Regions from separate parts of the Mus musculus genome. Here regions 2 and 3 are each linked to region 1. A link is a contact called in public HiCAR-type and HiChIP or PLAC-seq data. All regions are on one chromosome and are shown on one strand. The core of a region is the stretch at or near the end of the contact, and the rest is flanking DNA. Distances in the headings are between cores, read along the strand shown. Region 1 holds the start of Fscn1 (fascin actin-bundling protein 1). Region 2 holds the start of Amz1 (archaelysin family metallopeptidase 1). Region 3 holds the start of Gna12 (guanine nucleotide binding protein, alpha 12).

Region 1 (3,992 bases), core at 741-3,240:
CATAGGAGGGCAGGGAGGGCGCCTGGCGCGCAGCCACCCGCGCCACGCCGCCTGCCAGCCGGGGTGCGAAGGAAGAGCCAGGCGGCTTCACTCCGCGCCTTCTCAATGAACCCTGGACCAGGGACAACGCCTGGAGGGTTGGGGGTGGCTCTTCCGCAGAGGGACCCGCCTAAGCCGATCCCCTCCCCCAGCTCCGCCGCATCTGGTTTTCCCATCTGCAGAGCCTTAGCAGGACAAAGGGGACGAGGGAGGGCCCAGCCGTGGCGACCCGCCCCCCTGCTCACAAAGGCCGCGGCCCGGAGCGCCAGGCCTTAGCGAGGGGAGATGGAGTGGGGGAGGGGAAGCCCCTACGGACAACCCCACCACCACCAAGAGTCGCAGGGCCGACCCCGCCCAGCACACCCCGCCGGGATCAAAAGCCCCTCCAACCTCCTCTATCTCGCCATTTAAGGCGGGGAGGGCAGGGGTGACTGTCCCCTGGCCCTCCAGCCAAAGGCCCGCGAAACGGGAGAGGACGCACGAGGAAATGAACAAGGGGGGGTGTAGGGGGAACCCTTCCTCTCCAAGACCTGGGACAGCCTATCCTAAAGAATCGGCTCATGAATGGGGATGGCTCAGACTGGGAAGGAAGAGGAAACGGAGAAGATCTAAGCTAGGTCTATGGAGTCCCACGCCCCCAGCCGGGGGGGGGGGGGGTGGTGGTGGACAGTATTGCTTTAGAATGTGTTAGGCCTTACCCACTTCCCCACGTCACCTTCTCCCAGCAGAAGAAGCCTACGTCCTGAACAGAGGGGTGGTACATGCCTTTATTCCCAGCACAAGAGACAGGAAGGAAGATTTCTGCGAGTTCGGGGCCAGCCCAGTCTACATAGCGAGTTCCAGGATAGCCAAGGCTATCTGGTGAGATCAGATCTTTCAAAATAGAAGCCCACCTCCTCATGGCGGAGCCCAGAGGCCTGTGAGCCTAAAGGGAGCCCAGGAGGAAATAGGGAAATAGAAGGAGTGCAGAGATGCTTTTGTGCACTGGGTCAGGACCCAAGGGAGGGGACATGTCCCCAACTCACCCTGGCGCGTGGACACGTTCCTCTCGTTGGCCGCCTGCAGCACCACCTGAGCGCAGCTCTGTTCCAGGGCGAAGAGCTCATCTTTGCCCACCTTGGTGGCCTTGCCAGCCTTGAGGGTGCCGCTGGGCCCGGACGGAGCCAGGTAGCGACCTTCGCAGTCGCGAAAGGCCACCTTGCCGGAGCGGAACTCCAGCGTGAAGCCCGTGGCGGGCTCCGGCCGTGCCACAAGGCGCCCGTCGTGGCGCAGGAAGCGGTGGTCGGACGTCTGCACACTGTAGCGTTGGTCCTGGAAGGCCAAGGTGATGAGCGAGTCGACGCCCCAAGGCACGTCGCGGTCTACCGCGATCTCGTCGGCCGGCCGCGCGCTCAGATGCGCGTAGCGCTTGCGGGTAACGCTGTAGATGTTAACCTGCGGGTGCATGGCGATGTGCACGCTCCACTTCTCGGCCGGCGACACGCTCTGCGCGAAGCAGGACAGGCGGTCCTCGGTGCCGCCAAAGTAGCGCCGGTGAGCCTCGGACTGCAGCGACCAGCGGCCGTCGTCGTGCGCCACGACGAGAAAGCGGCAGTCGCCGTCGGGCACCTCGCGCTCGCAGGTCACGTTGCCGTCCTTGTCGGCGGCCAGGTAGCGACCCAGGTGGCTGCGCAGACACACGGCCGCGCTGCCCGCCTCATCGGGAGGTTGCTCCAGCGTCCAGATCTGCTTCTTTTTCAAGCTACTAGCGGATGCGTTCACCTTGAACCCGAACGCCTCGGCTGTCAGGTACTTGTTGCCGCAGCTGATGAGCCCGAACTGAATCTGCACAGCCTCTGCCGTGCCGTTGGCGGTCATGGTGGCGGAGGGCGGCCCGGTGGCCCCGGGAGCTTGGATAGCTGTGCCCGACCTCCTTTGTTCAACACGGCTTAGCCCGCTGCAGTTCTCCACAAAGCCAGCCCGGCGGCGCCCAGGGTTTTATAGGAGGATGACGTCACCGTGGCCACGCCCCTACCCGGGCCTGCCGGGGAGGGGGCTCTGCAGCGCGCGCCCGGTCCCCTGCGCTTCCCCGGAGTGTTTTTCTGGGGTTTAAGACCGGGTTTCACTCTGTAACTCAGACTAGGCTTGAAGTATCTGTGTGGCTCAGGCTGGACTCGAACTCATAGCAGTCCTTCTGCCTCTGGCCCGTTCGTGTTTGCTAGTCCATTTAACTGTTCCTCCACAGTCGTGCTCTGCAGTAGTTGGCTGATCTCCAACTTTCTCCTGCTCTCTGAGGCCATCCTGAAACACCCCTACCCCCAAACCCAGTCGATGGGAAGGACCAGGTTTAAGATAATGATCCCTTCAGGATGGAGGGAGGGTCCAGGGTGTACCAGGAAGTAGCCTTAGAGCCGGTCCTTGAAGAAGCCAGAGACGCCAGAAGGGTCTGGGGTAGAAAGGAGGTTAATTTCTAGAGAGGCGCATGCAGAGCCCTACCTGCCCCGCCCGCCTCAGGGTTTTTCAAGGCCTTGTAGCCTGGGCCTCCTGAGCAGAAACCGAGATTTCTATTCCCGGGTCAGCATAGAGTACAGCCACCTTGCTGACTCTAAATAAATTGTGGTAACTGTGGCCCAAGTCAGTGGCCCACAAAAGTCCCTACTGTGGTGATGCTCAAGCCCCGGGGTGCTGGTCTACCAGGAAGCAGGGTAGGTAAGGCAGGAATAGTGGTCTCTGTTTATGAAGACATCAGAAAAGCAGGTCAGCTCCCTAGAATGGCACAGCCCCAATGTACCTCCTAACTGCAGCCCCTCAGGGTTCCAGACCAGAGGGACATTCCCACAAACACCACCTCCCACCTCCCACCACACACCACCCCACGTAAGAACACTTCCCTTTGAGTTTCTGGAGGACTGAGACTTCTCCTGGGACATTCCCCACATGCCAGGCAGGCCCCTGGAATGCTGGCCCTACCCCAGGCTGCCCACAAGATCTGGGCCCCTGGCCCTTCCCAGCCACAGGCTGGGCAGGGTACTGAAACTGACCAGTCTTCACGGTGATCTGTGTCCAAACGCATCTCTGTCCCAGGCAAACCCCTCCAGCGACCATCAAAGGGGAAGGGGAGATGGCATGGCTTTCCCATCATCAAAGGTCAGTCCTGACAAGTCCCTAGAATCCTTGCTGGGACATCTAGTTCCTCCCTTAGAGGTCACAGGAAAGGTCACCAAGTTCGCGGCCGATAGCCAGCCATCCTCTCCTGCTGTGGGACTTTGCACAGGTTACTCTCACTCTCTGAGCTCTCCTTCCTCTGTAATAAAGACACATATTCCTGGGTACAGTGAGTCACACTTGTAATTCCAGAACTTGAGAAGCAGGGACAGGAGGATTGCTTTGAGTTTAAGACCAGCCTTGAGGGAGCAGGTCAGAAGACTGGAAGCAGTAACAGCCAAAACCCGATACTGAGGGTGCCCTCTCTGCCATCCGGTACTCTGTTCAAACCTGTTTAACCCAGAGCATCGCATCGTGGGCAGAATCGGACAAGTTGGCCTCATTACACACCAGGCTGTTAAGGTTAAGTCAATGCTGCTATGTGTCAGGGCTCCGTGAACGCTCTGTATTGATTAGTCACTGAACTTCACGTCAGGGCATGGGCGTGCTGGCCATCCGAGAGCTTTAGGCTTAAGCTATGGGGGATGCCTGGGTGTGGTAAGGCAAACGCCAGCACACCAGAGGTAAAGGCCGGAGAACCGACAACACAAGGTCATCCTAGGCCTCTGAGATGACCTTGAATGCCAGGCCAGCCTAAGCTATATGAAACCTTGCCTCAAAAACCCAAAGCTGGGAGCTCGGAGGGTAAAGGCACGCTCCCGGGCTGAGGGGCTGAATTTAGTCTCTAGACCATCATGATGGAAGGCAAAACCAACTCCCTTAAGTTGTCCACTGACCCTTCCCATACTGCCCCCTCTCACTTCATGTAC
Region 2 (3,992 bases), core at 410-2,909, 2.2 Mb after region 1:
CTGAAAATGTCCCCAAAGTCCTTGCACTGAGACACCAACAACTTAAAAAGGCAAAGTCATCTCAGGGTGCCCAGAGTAGGCTGCAGAAAGAGGGGTGTCCCACGCACCAGCCCCCTCATTCATTGCACCTTATCTTACCTCCTCCTGGCAGGGAGGGGAGGTGCTGGCTGACAAGGGGCTTCAGAGTCTTAGCTGTGCCCTGTCATGGAGAAAGCCTTTTTAAATCCTTTTGTAGGTGGGAAGCGTCACCCAGGGGAGACACAGAGTATAGTAGGAGTGGGTGCTAGCGGGAGAAGGAACCCCCAGAAGACAGGGTTGTCCTGGACAGGCTTGTAAGGAACCAAGGCGCAGCCTGGCAGCAACAGACCCCTGCAGTGGCATCCAGGTAGCCCCCAGTGTGGGAAGACACCTGAGAGGGGGATCTGAGCAAGACCCCCAAATGGAGGTTTGTTCCTCGTGTCCACCACATGCCCAGTGACATCTGTCTCTGTCACCTTGGCAGTCCATGCACCCTAAGGGGGGGGGCAGGATGAGGCACAGGCATTCCCTTCAGGAGAGCATGGGCCTGGGAGCCAGGGAACAGCCCACCCTGGGGCTTCTGGTGGCTCTAGGCACCTGGAGGGTGGGGTCACCAAAGTATCTTCATCCCCCACATAGATAAAAGAGCTGGGGTGGGGGGCTACAAGGATAGAGAACAAGTAGCACATGGAGAGCATGGTACTGTCCTCAGATCCTGGGGACAAGACCCTGGGGACCCAAACTTCTCTTTATATGCTCTCACACTGCAGAAGTTGCATGCCTCCCAGACACTCCTCTACCCTACCCACAGGCTTGCACTCACTTTGAAACATCTGGTCAACCTCCATATATATATATATTTTTTTCTCCCGACTGCCCAGCACAGCTGGCTCCACCTGACCTCTCTCCGTTCAAGCCCAGTCCTCCTGCACAGCAAGATCCTCAGGTGTCCCTTAGTCTCACGAGAAAGCCCCATCTTGTCCCTGGAGCATCAAAGCTTCCTAGCCACCTGGCTCTGTCTGTCCCAGCCGTTTGTCCTCTCACCCCATGTGCCACCTCTGTGGGTGCCTTTTCTGGCACCCCCATTCTAGGAAGATGGCCTTTTAAAATTTGAGTGCAAGCCAACCTTATTCATCCCTACTGGCTGTCTCTCCTCTTTTCCAGTCTTTCTTCATCACTCCCAGACTCCAGGCTGTACCTAGATAACTGCTCTTCTCCCCTTCACCTGCCTGACTCCCAGTAGCTGCCGCCTCCCAGAAGCCCTCCAGTCATGCACTCCTTCTGACGGATAATTACCTGAGCCGTGGCTGTCTTTGGCTAGGAGGTCCACTTCGAGGGTGGGGACAGCAACTGCAGGGCACCTTGGTCTGGTCCTTCACCTAGTGACACCCAGCCTGTAGTGCACACATCCCCATCAGTCCTCTATTTCCCATCACTGTGCGCACCCAGCAGCCATCACACCCAGAGCGCATGCATACGGCCACAGTTCACCCTGTTGACACACATGCACATGTATGCACACACAAGAGCACACACTCCCAGACCACCTCTGACACACATCACACAAACACTTATGTGCCTACCCAAGCCCTCACTTACCGCACACATGCCACACACCGCCAGGCACGCTCGTGTCACTTCAACGGGTGCCGCCAGGAGCTGGGTAGTGTGAGCGGCTGCTGGCCGCCTCTGCCTGCCAGCCTTTGCCAAGCAGTTTCCATGGCGACACATCTTGGCTCTGACAGGAACTGATGTGTGTGGGGAAGAGGGTCCCACAGAGGGGGCGAGATGGGAGGTCTCTGTGTCCTCCGCCTCTGGCACAAACAGGGGAGTGTCCCACGAGTGGCCTAGGCTTACACCTCATGAAGGGGGTTCTAGGCTGCCTGGCACAGGAGCAGACTTAGGTCATTCAGTCATTCAACAAACCTCCTGGCATAATCACTCCGTGCTGATGATGGCTGGGGCTACAGTGTTGTCTATAATGTAGGTTTACGGAGGATGAGGTCTGGGGCTGACTCAGTTTCCCCAAATCCCCTCAGAAGGCCCTGTCCTAGGGAGGTCAGCTAACAGTCTTCTGAGAATCAAGGCCCTCCATCCATCTTCTTTGAGACTTGAGACCAGGAGGGGATGCTGGGTACCCCTTAGACGACCACTCGCTCAGCACCCTGCTCATCTCCTCTCCCTGACTCCACGCATCCTGCACTGTTCCTTGCCTGGCTCCTATCAGAAGTCTTTTCTCACCCTTCTGCCCAGGCCTCTCTCCTGGCTCATTTTGGACAATAAAAGATGACAGATCTATGGTTCTGTCTGTAAAGTGATTTCCACATAGGCATGAGGACTCAAATCCAGACCTCGTAGCACCTACATAAAAGGCAGATGCAGGAGTACGCCCTTATAATTCCAGAGCCGGGGAAGCAGGGGCGGAGAAATCCCTGGGGCTTACAAGCCAGCCAACCTAGCCTGGGAGCTCCAGGTTCAGTTGAGAGCCTGTCTCAAAAGATAGTGTGGAGAAACAGGAGAGAGGCTGAGGGTCCACTGCTCCTCCAGAAGATCTAAATACACGTGGTGCACGCACACACATGGACACTGATTTATAAACTAAAGAGACGAACGGTTACACAGGGAGGAATATTTGCAGAATGAGGTTGGTCAGTGGGAAGCCCGGGGCAAGGTGGGAGGCAAAGTCACTGAACGTCACTGACTCTGGGGACTCTAGGCTGATGATGCTACATTGTAATGTGGATTGAATGGAGTCTAGCTTGTCCCCCTCCACCCCCCAAAGGCTAGGGTGCTGTAAGCTTGGTCCCCATGTGATCCCAGTACAGAGTCCAACAGAGCTCACTGATGGTCAGTCTAACCAACCCGGTGAAAACAGAGTTGAATGAGAAAGACCTTGTCTCAAAAGCCAAGGTGGGGAAGCTCGATCGGTGGTTAAGGGGACCGGCTGCTCTTCCCAACAACGTATCAGGAGGATCACAACCACCTGGGTCCCCCAGTTCCGTGGGATCCAGCACTGTCTTTTGGCTTCTGTGGGCACTCACCCAAAGGTGCAAGAGGAAGGAGAAGAAAGAGAGAAAGATACCTGATGTCAACCTACAGCCTACACACACACACACACACACACACACACACACACACACATACACAGGGTTGGGGTGAGGGGTGGAGGGACTGGAGCAGATGGTGCAAATCTGGCCTTTTGAGCATGCTCCTGAATGAACCTGGTTCCTCCTCTTTTGAGAGCCAGGTGATCCAAGGCTTTCTCAGAGGTCCGTGTCCTTGCCCAGGGCCAGCTCAGCAAGGTCCAGTCTGAGGCTGGAGCCTGGCTTTGAAGGAGTTAAGGGTTCAGTTCCTGGAAACTTGCCTTTACCCCCTAGTTTCTCCATCTTGAAGCTTCTGTGTGCTTGTCCCTGACACCCGTGAGATCATCTTGTTCGCCTTGTGCAACACTGCTTCATTAGCCTCCTGCTGACATCATCCATTGTATGATGGCTTTCCCTGACCCCACCCTCTCTTGTCCTTCCACTAATAATAGTATATAAGATGCTGTACTTCTTCATAAACAGGCATGGCAGAAGCCTTGACCTCCTGAGACCACCTGCTCTATCTTGATCTCTGATCCCTGGTCCTTTGTCCTCAGGACCCTGTCGATGAAGAGTGACCTGCTTGGTCCAGATCTCTCCTCTACATTCCCGATAAGTGACACAGCTAAGGTACTCTCGGGCAGGCCCTGAGGCTATGCTGTTTCCACTTTCCAACCCCCAGAAATGCTAAGGAAGCCATTTGACTTTATAAACTGTCTAGACTTGGGCTTTCTGCTACAGAACAAGAATGGAGACTTGTGGGTCACGGAAGCGGAAGTGCAGGTTCAGACCTCCAGTTCTGGCCTGGTGTCTCACAGTGAAATTTGCTCACTGGGTCTCAGTCAGGCCTCTCTCTCCAGGATTGGTGTTGAGCCGGTTATTTTAGAAGAG
Region 3 (3,992 bases), core at 934-3,433, 2.1 Mb after region 1:
CCATCTCTCCAGCCCTCCGATTGTTTTATTAGAGCTACCCTGTAACTTGCCTCTCTCCCAGCGGTGTGGAGAGAACAGATGACATCAGATAATGTATGTAAAGCACTTTAGAAATTACAGCATGCCATATAAATGCCAGGGGTAATTAAGAGACTATTATGGAGTGCATGGATACACGTGTTTATTTCAAGCACTTTAGCCTTTTAGCAAATGTGAAGGATATGGCCAGAACCCTTGTCAAAGTCCCAAATTAGATACTATCAACAGTATATAATTTCTCCCATAAAACACCACAATGTGTCACTAAAAAAAAAAAGCTAAATGGCCCTTTAAAATAGTTAATGATTCTATAAACACCAGCATCAAGCTATTTATAAAGTTATTTGTAAATGTCTGGAGCATTTGCCGAAAACTGTGAATTAATTTAGGTTTTTAAAACTGAATAAGGTTTGAACTCTAGTCCATGGGTTCAGATTCCCCCATTTTCTGTCTTAGAAACATATTCTTAGGTGTCATGGCATGCATTTAGGAAGCAAAGGCGGGAAGATCAGGAGTTTAAAGTCATCCTTGGCTGTAATTTTCCCAGCCTGAGATAAATGAGACCTCTCTTAAAAGACAATAAACCGTGAGCTGGGGTGATCCCTTAGTGGGTACAGCATTGGCTTCAAAGGAGTGAGGACCTGTGTTCAGATTCGCTAGAATCCACACACAGCCAGACGCAGTAGCAGGCATCTGTACTCCAAGCAAGATGGGAAGTAGAGATGGGCTATCTTCAGTTTCTGAGCCAGCTACCCCAGCATATGCAATGGCAAACAATAAGAAACCCTGCCTCACACAAGGTGGAAGGCAAGGGCCAACACCAAAGGTTGTCTTCTGTTTGTAATAGAAAGTGGGATATGGAACAGGTACACATATTGAAAAAAAACATTTTGAGACAGAGTCAAGCTTTAGTCCAGGCTGGCCTCAAATTCCATATTTTCCTGTCTCGGGCTCTCTCAATACTGGGATTATATCACACAAGCTTGACCTCCTCTTGCAACATCATCTCTAGCCAAGATGGTGAGAGAGTTACTATGTAGCCCTGGCTGGCTTCAAACTCATCTCAATTCTCTTGCTTCTGTAATGATTCTCCATGCAGCACCAACACCCTTCAGACACCACACTTCAGACCACTATTCCACATCAAACTGCCTGAGTGATTATGACAAACACAGATGTGTGTGTGCGCGCTCGTGCATGTGTGTGCAAGTGTGTGTGTGTGTGTGTGTGTGTGTGCGCGCGCCAGTGCACATACATACAAAGGCCAAGAAGTCGCTCAACTGCCTCCCCTCTGTAACGTTTCAAACAGCTTCTCTCACTGAACCTTAAGCTTATCATTGGGGCTAGGATAGCTGCACAGCAAGTTACTGGAATTGGTCTTATCTTGGGTTTTGAGAGGTGGGGTTACAGGCACAACTGGAAATTTGAACTCATGTCCTCACACTTTCACAGTTCTTTCCCACTGAACCATCTCCCCTTAATCATATTTTAAGAAAGTGCCTAGGGAGACCCATACAATAATTTTGTTTGTTTGTTTTCTCCTTATTTGGGGCCCATGTAACACTCAAAGCAGCTTTTGTTTGAAAATGATGACCCACCCTGCTTCAATGTTTTTGGAAGGAAAACGACTGAGCTTTCTCCCTAAACTTAAGAGCAGGAGGACCTCATCGCTATTTCCCAACTTTGCAGCCACATCTTGGGCTCACAGCCGGACCAACCTGGGAATCAAGGCAGAGAGTCACTCTGTACACCTGGCACTTTTGGCCTCGCCCCATTTCCCACAACTTCCAATCCCAAGCGTAGTTATTGTGACTGACAAACGATCAGAGCACTTCTAATTGGTTGCGAAGGGCTTCAGCTCCTCCTCCTCAATGGCCCCACCTCCCTTTCATTCTGAAAGAAAGAAGTTTGCTCAGCAGTCCAATAAGAAGCTCCCTCATCGAAAAGATCCCGCCTTTTTCGGCACCGGCTCCGCCCCAAGGACCACAGGAGTGCCCGCCTCCTCCAAGGCACGCTTGTCCAGTAAAAAAGCGCGCTGCCCAAGATAGAAGACTTCCCAACCAATAAAAGAGTTTCTGCGCGGCGCCGCCCCGCCCTCCGCGCCTTCCCCTCCGCCCCTCAGCCGGCCCGGCGAGTGAGGGCCTCGGGGCGGCGGCGGCGGACGCAGCCTGAGGGAGCGGCGGGCGGGGCGGCGCCTGGCCCGGCAGGGCCGCGCCGGCTGAGGGGCGTCCATGGCGCGCGGGCCCCAGCGGGGCGCGGCCGCGGCCTGAGGGCGGCCATGTCCGGGGTGGTGCGGACCCTTAGCCGCTGCTTGCTGCCGGCCGAGGCCGGAGCCCGCGAGCGCAGGGCGGGCGCGGCGCGCGACGCGGAGCGCGAGGCCCGACGGCGCAGCCGCGACATCGACGCGCTGCTGGCCCGCGAGCGGCGCGCGGTGCGGCGGCTGGTCAAGATCCTGCTGCTGGGCGCCGGCGAGAGCGGCAAGTCCACCTTCCTCAAGCAGATGCGCATCATCCACGGCCGGGAGTTCGACCAGAAGGCGCTGCTGGAGTTCCGCGACACCATCTTCGACAACATCCTTAAGGTGACGCGCGGCCCCGCCCACACACACCTGGTCCAGGTGGCGCGCGGGCCCCGCCCCCTTTGTTCTCCACGGACCCGCGACCCTGCCACCCGGCGCCCCTCCCTTCCAATAGGGACCTCAAGCAATGCAGTTGGGGTTACTCCCGTGACCTCCCAGGGGCGCGATAGATTTGCAGAGCCCTGGACGCTTGGGGACCGTGGGAATGCAAGCTGGACCACTCTCAGGGACTTGGGTTACAAATAGGGTGTTAGGGCTGGACACGTGGATTGAGGGTCGCCAACTCTCCCTGTCCCTCCAGCATGCAAAGTTTATAGTGTAGGTTGGAGGACATCAGCCTTCGTTTTTTATTTGTAAATGAGAATTGACCATTTTATTCCCCCCACCACACACACACACACACATTATATCATATACCCCAGACTGGCCTTGAACTCACTCTGTAGCTAAGAATGACCTTGAACTCCTGATCCTTTCTCTCCTCAACTTCTCAAATCCTGGAATTACAGAGGAGGAGGGCGCTGTGTCACCATACTTTGTTCGTGTAGTGCTGGGATTGAATCCAGAACTTCATGCGTGCTAGGGAGGACATTACTAACTAGACTAAGTTGCCAGTGTTTGTATTTTTGAGATAGGGAGTCATGAAGCCCAGGCTGGCCTTGCCATGTAGACAAGGCTGACCTTAAACTCCTTATCCTTCTGACCCGTCTCCCCAGTGGTAGGATTACAGGCATGTGCCACCCATACTTTGTTCTTTAAACCTTTTAGTATGGTGATTTAACATACACACCAAGTTAGGTGAGATGTTAGAAGGAGCTTCGAGACACCCACTACCCAGCATTGAAACAAGGGTCAGTTCTGTGCCAATCGTGTTCGTCCCTAACCACCTCCCTACCTGTACCCCCGGCCTCACCCCGACCCCAGTCTCCAAGTTAATCCAAGATATATAGTTGTATTAGAAAACATCTTGGTATGTGACACTAAACCTGCTTTAAAAGCATATGTACAGGACCATTATAGAACTAAAAAAAGGAAGAGGAAAAAAAAAATTAGACTAGGAATATGGTTCAGTGGGAAAGCACCAGTCTAGCAAGTACAAGCCCAAGGCGTCCAACCTCTACACTGCAAAACACAAAAACAAAGAACCTTCCAGAAGCCTTCTCATGTCATTCAGGGTCCACGTGTCCTTCATTGTTGCATAGTTGTTTTGTCTGTTTGAACTAGATGCAATAATCCTCATGTGGTAATGAACTCAAGGTCCTGTCCCTTGTGCCTTTTATATTCTGTGCCGTATATGTGAAAGAAACAGTCATGTTGACAGAGTCTAGGATCAGTGTTAATACAGTGAGTCTTTGCAGAAGGGTCAAAAAGAAAG

What was found. HiCAR-type assays count read pairs that join an accessible place to other places. HiChIP or PLAC-seq counts read pairs in DNA pulled down with a chosen protein or histone mark.
Region 2: a contact with region 1 is called in an H3K4me3 HiChIP or PLAC-seq map of embryonic midbrain, with 5 times the contacts expected there. The contact joins the promoter of Amz1 here to the promoter of Fscn1 in region 1. A contact is called at or near these places in 1 of 39 promoter capture datasets (embryonic stem cells) and 3 of 115 datasets of contacts at active chromatin or transcription factors (embryonic forebrain, embryonic hindbrain and embryonic midbrain).
Region 3: a HiCAR-type map of astrocytes shows a contact between it and region 1, with 2.8 times the contacts expected there. The contact joins the promoter of Gna12 here to the promoter of Fscn1 in region 1. A contact is called at or near these places in 3 of 115 datasets of contacts at active chromatin or transcription factors (astrocytes, embryonic forebrain and neural tube).

The regions. Positions count from the first base shown.
Region 1 is chr5:142,958,353-142,962,344 of GRCm38.p6, reverse strand. Fscn1 (fascin actin-bundling protein 1) reads right to left here and starts at 1,990. Exons shown (of 5, transcript NM_007984.2): 1 at 1,065-1,990. The coding sequence starts at 1,896.
Region 2 is chr5:140,721,794-140,725,785 of GRCm38.p6, reverse strand. Amz1 (archaelysin family metallopeptidase 1) reads right to left here and starts at 1,659. Exons shown (of 8, transcript NM_173405.2): 1 at 1,618-1,659; 2 at 1,315-1,412.
Region 3 is chr5:140,828,622-140,832,613 of GRCm38.p6, reverse strand. It overlaps Gna12 (guanine nucleotide binding protein, alpha 12), which reads left to right and starts at 2,183. Exons shown (of 4, transcript NM_010302.2): 1 at 2,183-2,620. The coding sequence starts at 2,318.